Regions from separate parts of the Mus musculus genome. Here region 2 is linked to region 1. The links are chromatin contacts, called in public HiChIP or PLAC-seq maps. All regions are on one chromosome and are shown on one strand. The core of a region is the stretch at or near the end of the contact, and the rest is flanking DNA. Distances in the headings are between cores, read along the strand shown.

Region 1 (3,115 bases), core at 429-2,928:
TGTAGTCAAAGAAAGGCAATCCAACAGCAGTAGTCATTTATTGACTAGGCTGTTTGTCTTTTTCTCTACTGCAGCATGAGTCAGAGCCCACAGAGGGAAAAAGAGAGGGGAACAACCTACTGATTAATGGGTCAGAAGGCTGCTCTGTAAGACTGTGAGCCACTTCTGCCTCCGTTTCACAGAATGTGGGATGTAGGGAAGCTACAAAGGCGAACATTGGTTAAATACCCAATGAAGCTGGCTCAGTCAACCAGTTCAAACAGGTATCTGGAATATGTCTGTCTTCTGTCCTTTGATGAGCAATGTACCCACACACAGGAATCACATGGAGTAATGTTGACATCTTCTGATGCCCAGAGGCTACAGAGGCAGTCCCTGGGCATCGGTGAGATTAAATCTTCCCAGGTGATTCCAGTGGCAGGAAGCTCTGGAGACCATTTTACCCACATGCATTGGAGTTAAATGCACTGACAATGTGGCCTCAATGAGAAACTGGTTGCTGTCTCATATCGTAGTATAAATTTGATAGAATATGTTGTCATGGTCAGTTCTGTTATTAACAATGGGCAGGGTTTGTCATATGATGGAAAGTGCCCACACCCTTCCCCCAACTACTTCTTCCTTCCTCCCTTTTTCTTTTATTTCCCCTTTTTTTCCCCTTGAAGCTAAGAACACAAACCCAAAATTGAAGATATTTCTACTTCCTGGAGGGATATTCTGACTGAAACCACACTATTCTGTTCTAAAGTACAAAGACCATACCTTTGGCTGTATGCTCTCAGGGGTCCTTCAGCTATATGCCCTAGTTTAAAGGCTACTACGACAGCAAAACATTTAGCTTAGTGCTGATGCGAGGGGAGTTGTTCATATTGATCAGGCAGAGTGAAAACGTTTGCCTGGACAACCCTGAAGTCTTTCAGCAGAGTTTGAAATTTTTCTGTAAGGAAAGATTTTTTTTTTTTTTTTTTTTTTTTTGTACTAAACCAGGTTTTGAAACCTAGAATGCGAATTTTAAAAAATATTTGTTCTAGAAAACCATATATGTTCCCACAGAAAAAGGCAGCCTGGAAGGAAACATAGTTGTAACATATAAAACATGAAATATGCTGAACCGTTGTGTGAAAGGACACATGATGCTAGGCTGAATTCTCGACACCCACGGACGGGGTTCAACCCCGCAGGAACTCCAGCTTCTGGTCCTCTCTCAAGGCTCGTCCAAGTATCACTTCTTGAAATGTAAATATTACTGTAAGAAGCAACTTGTTAAACCCTTGCATCATAAAGCATACCAAGTTTCCCTATAAGTGCAGATTAGCCAAGGAAACTGAGAGGCTTGCGCTGGAAAGCCCAAAGAAAGAGGATGGAGGAAAGAAATGTGTAGTAAGGATTGGGAGCCAAAGGGCCTTTCTCCTTCAGTTTGACATTACAGTTGGCTAGGGCCCAACCATGGACAGTTTAACTTGGTTCATTTGTTGAGTTTATGCTCCTATCCTACAAAATTCTTGCCGACTCCCCCCCCCCCCCCTTTAAATGGTACGTCATAGAGAACAGCAAAAGCTACGGAGTGGCTATGGTGTCTCACGTTGTCTCACGCGACTTCCTAGATTCCAGAGGCTTCTTTTCTGTGGGCGTGGCCAAGGCAGCGGGGGTTTATGACAAAGTTGAGCGACCTCATGTCACTCAAACCAGCTGTATTAAGGAAGGTGCAAGCTTTTGGGATTTCTGTTTGGATTTAGTTTAGGTTCAAAAGAGCACGCACAGATCCTGAGTGTTGTCAAGCACCCGTGACTGGGAAACGGAGGCGTCCGATCCGTATTGGAGTCAATTCGCCACTTAATTGGTGAGTCTCTCCACCTATGGCACTGCAGCAGTACGTTTCTGTCTGCAAACATAAACATATTCAATCAATACAAAGCAAAACCTTGCTTCTCAGAGGCTCTCCTATGCTCTCTTGTTGGTTTGTGAAAATAGCTAAGTAGTGGTGTTCAGTTCATCCTATTAAAGAGCCTTCATCAGGGAATACTGAGACAACTCTTGGTGGCAGCAGGCTTAGTCATCCTGCTGTGACAAAGGGATGAATAATGTTTTTTAAATCTCACATCTACCAACACTCTCTTTTCAAAATGGATCCTCCATTACAGAAAAGGAGCTACTGCAGATACATGCGGTTAGCAGTTCTACCTTTTTCATAGCTTCGTTACTAAATCAAAGGGTGCATGACACCGTTCCTCATAGAATGGAATGACTTCGTGACTTCTCAGCGTTTACAGTTCTCGCTTTGGAAGATGTTGGTTTGTGTTCTTGCGACCGTAAGAGTGACTTCTGTCTTCCTGTTAGCTGCTTTCTCTCACGTCTTGGTTATTAGGCCATTAAACCCTCCTCCATTTGAAATGTGGCTTACTCATGCTTTGTGATGTAGCTGCTATTTGTCAAAACGGTTCTCAGAATCCCATTTTCTGGTTACCATTAGAGCACAGCACGAAACCCTGAAGATAAAGGATGATGTTGGTAAATATTTTCATCAGACTTTGTGAGAATTCAGATTTCTAATAAAATTAATTTGAGAAAAATCAATGACCCTATGAGTTTAAGAGGACTTTCATTATTCCAAGGTAACAGTTTCCAAAGCTTAGTATGTCCTTCAAAAGCTTATTGTCTAAAATGTTCTTTCTCCTCCTTCTAGGGCGGATTTCCCCTTCTGGGTCATGACTAACTACATTGCTCATACTAGCCAGAATTATATATCCCTGTACATTCCCCACTTCTTTTCCACTCAGAATAGTTGATAATCTGCGTAGTTACAAGAATATCCACGCACAGCAGTGGCTTATTCAAAAAAGGTATCATACCACTGTTGTTTCTTTTCCTTGGCAAAAAGGGAATATTTTGTTCCTACAATTATAACTTCTAAATATTAAAAAGTGAGTAGTGAATTCTGATAGACATTTCTTCAAAAATCTGTCAAATTAGAATACATCTTACTACTAAAGTCATTTTGTGATTATAAGCAATAAACTTTTCTTCTTGCTTTTTTCTTTTCTTTTTCCTTATTTTTCTGTTCTTTCTTCTTTTCCTTCCTCCCTTCCTCCCTTCCTCCCTCCCTCCCTTCCTTTCT
Region 2 (3,052 bases), core at 317-2,816, 330 kb after region 1:
TTAATTCACAATACAGTCTTCCTATCTGAGTGAGAATCTCTGTTCTCTTGAAAGGGACTCATAAAATACACTGAATTGAGTCTGTGGATATAGAAAGAACTGTTGGTCCCTGCAGGCTTGGAGAGTTTTCCTTTTAGGTAGCTGCTTTTCCATTATGAGCATTCTTCACTTTCTTAATTGTTTATTATTATTATTATTATTATTATTATTATTATTATTATTATTATTTTGCTATTGCTGTTGGTCCTGGGTTTTTTTTGAACACTAGGTTGGCACGCAAGTGTTGAGACAATATCCTCCATCATTTGTTTATACATATGGGCTCTTACCATTTAGTACAAGCTAGCCAAGAGCTTGCTGTATATCCCAGTCTGACTTTGAACTTGTGATCTTCTCACTTTTGCTTCCTGAAGGATTGGGTTACAGGCATGAGCCACTGTGTTAATTCTAAGAGCTTCCTTCCACTGATCTAGTGGGATGATTTTCTCTTGGTGAGAACATTGTAGCAAGAAACTGAAATTGGGAAGACTGGGAAAATGTCCTTTGCTCCTTAAGTGAAGCAACGGTCAGTAAGCTATGGTCAGTAGCTGTAAATAGATGAAACACTAGTTATCTGTCCCAATATCCATCCTTCCTGATCATAGAGTTACGTTATAATATATTCTCTTCTAGTGATATTATTTCTTCCCTTAACATGACTTGATTTCATAGCTAAGTGTCCTGTTTTGTACTTTTCAAAAATTTCTGTTTTAAGGCTGTTGATGGCAGCATTTCTGTGATCCATAGGTTTATTCTTATATCCATATTTCTTCCATGTTGGGCTTTATAGAATTAACATAAAAGTTGATGCTTACTTGTCTTAGAATAGAAAATCATCCCTGATGGTCAATTAACTATTATTGTGAAAGATTATATTGTCATATCACTTTCTGTAGAAAAATGTAAGCTTAAAATCTATTATTTCATCTATACGTTAATTTTAGAAATAGAATTTTCCAACTTTCTAGGGTTTGAATGCTATGACTTAGAAGTAATGATTTAATACTTATGCAGGGAGTTGCTCTCAGGTCCACAGGGAACCTAGATAGTCATTCTCAGGCAGTCATCTTCAATCTTCTTTGCTGAGGATTTTCCAGAATTTCAAATTTTGCTCTAGGGAAAAACGTAATTAAAACTGGAGTGGTCGGAGCCACATCCATGACCTCTTCAGATAGCACTGATGTATGGTGGGGAGAATGGTCAGTCAGGGAGGTAATGAGATGTGAAAGTTCTTACTTGTTCTTACTTTCTACTCCTCGCTTGTGAACTGTCCCTTATGTCAACTCTTCAGGCCTTGAGTAAAGGCTATAGTCACATCTTCTTATAAAAGGATTGAACATTGCTATTCTGAGAATGCAGAATGCAAAATATTTTGTTAAAATGTGACCATCTCAAGACTTGTCAACCTCAATCCCCTTCACCAATTATGCCTTCTATTTCTAAGGATAAAAGGAAAGTAAATATTGCCCTACTAAAACTGGAGCAAGCTTCCATTTATAGCCAGATGATTAACTTCCTGCATGACTAATGAATGCAAAGTGGACGACCTAATGCTGTTGGCTGTGTTACATTTCAGTTTATGAGGGGAGAGAAACAGTGTCAACCGACATTATGTATCTACTGACTTCCAGGAATACCACTGCATAATAAAGACCAAAAGATAAATGAGAGCAATGTACAGCTATGCATTCAAAATTATTTTCTTCTTCCTAATGGGGACATTGTGTTCATGAGATAACCACTGTTTTAACAAGATTCTATAGCTAGGAATAGCATTCTGTATAATTTGTGTTAATTTAGTCATTGAGGAGAAGGTTAATTGAAGGTAAAGTTGTAATTACATTATATCCCTGTGTGAGATTTATTTTACAAAAGTAACTATAGTATCATAATAAACTGGCCCCAAAACAATGACACAGGAACTAGAGGGCTTAATATAGTTAAGTAGAATACAATTGCAATGATTCTTGTATAATTACACAAAGTAATTTTCTAAATAATTTTTTATGTAACAGAAACACATCTGAAGCTATTTTAAAAGGAAAACACATTGATATTCAGTTGCTGTGGTCGACAGTTTAATTTATGTTGAGTCAAAAGATCCAAGTTAGACCTTCATGCAGACATCATAGTTAATAACGATTTGAGAAACACTGTCCTTGTGTTCCAAAGGAAATTCTTGGACACACCCTACCATGGTCACAAAGTGACACAGAATATTGGATCTGGAAGTCATCAGTATAAATTAGTAAATGTCTGGGGCCTAAGAGTTTGGAAATGTATATGTACTGCTTTGCTTCCTATAGACCAGCATTTAGGATTAAGTTACCTGGGGAGAGTTTCCTGTATGAACTACTATTCCCATAAAGGTGACTTTAGAGAAAATGAACAAATATATGTATTTTCAAAAAATACTTCACTGGATAGCAGAGGAGGTAAGTGACTTCTGAGTCATTCATGGTTTTGGTTTGCAGCTTTAAGTTATTCAACAGATGACCAGGTATCTAATAGCCTTGGTCTCAGGTTTATTAATTTAGTTTTCTGGGAAAGACTGTTATAGACTAGTGAAAAAAGGCACTTAGAGCAAAACATAAAGAAGAAAAAAGATGCGGATTGATACCATGACAGCCATTATTGTCTAATATGGATTGGTAGATTTCTACTTCTCCACATTTTCACTGATGATGCTTCAAGGTCACTTTGCTTTAAATAGACAAGGAGACAGATTCAAGAAAAAACAAAAAGAAGATGCAAAGAAAAGTGACAACCCTTATGACAGAAGACCCTGGTCTGGGGGATGTGGTAATCCACTTATAAATATCATGGAGACTCTAGTTACTGACGGAGCTGGGTGTCCTCTGGTTGCTGATACACAGGCAAAAAGAGTTTTCCAGTAGGATTGACCTCACTTTCAAAATTCACAAGTACTTGTTTCTAACTAAATTACAATAAATTTAAAACCACGTGTTTTATCCACTAAGTTCATCTTCCTTCTGATTTTTATTCATATACT

What was found. HiChIP or PLAC-seq counts read pairs in DNA pulled down with a chosen protein or histone mark.
Region 2: a contact with region 1 is called in an H3K4me3 HiChIP or PLAC-seq map of bone marrow-derived macrophages, with 4 times the contacts expected there. The contact joins the enhancer-like site here to the promoter of 4930440I19Rik in region 1. A contact is called at or near these places in 6 of 484 Hi-C or Micro-C datasets (the AtT-20 cell line, bone marrow-derived macrophages, cortical neurons and 2 more) and 2 of 115 datasets of contacts at active chromatin or transcription factors (bone marrow-derived macrophages and pancreatic cancer cells).

The regions. Positions count from the first base shown.
Region 1 is chr2:78,049,499-78,052,613 of GRCm38.p6, forward strand. It overlaps 4930440I19Rik (RIKEN cDNA 4930440I19 gene), which reads left to right and starts at 1,679. Exons shown (of 7, transcript NR_108098.1): 1 at 1,679-1,840. It overlaps Gm52519 (a long non-coding RNA gene), which reads right to left and starts at 2,486. Exons shown (of 3, transcript XR_003953861.1): 1 at 2,182-2,486; 2 at 1,583-1,882.
Region 2 is chr2:78,376,700-78,379,751 of GRCm38.p6, forward strand. No RefSeq gene overlaps it. Among named protein-coding and RNA genes, the nearest start is that of Gm46750, 9.6 kb to the right of the region's middle. Within about 2 kb of position 1,567, at least 1 of the 459 cell types and tissues checked has an H3K27ac peak or open chromatin away from gene starts, as enhancers often do. A contact at or near this core is called in bone marrow-derived macrophages, where this site is marked.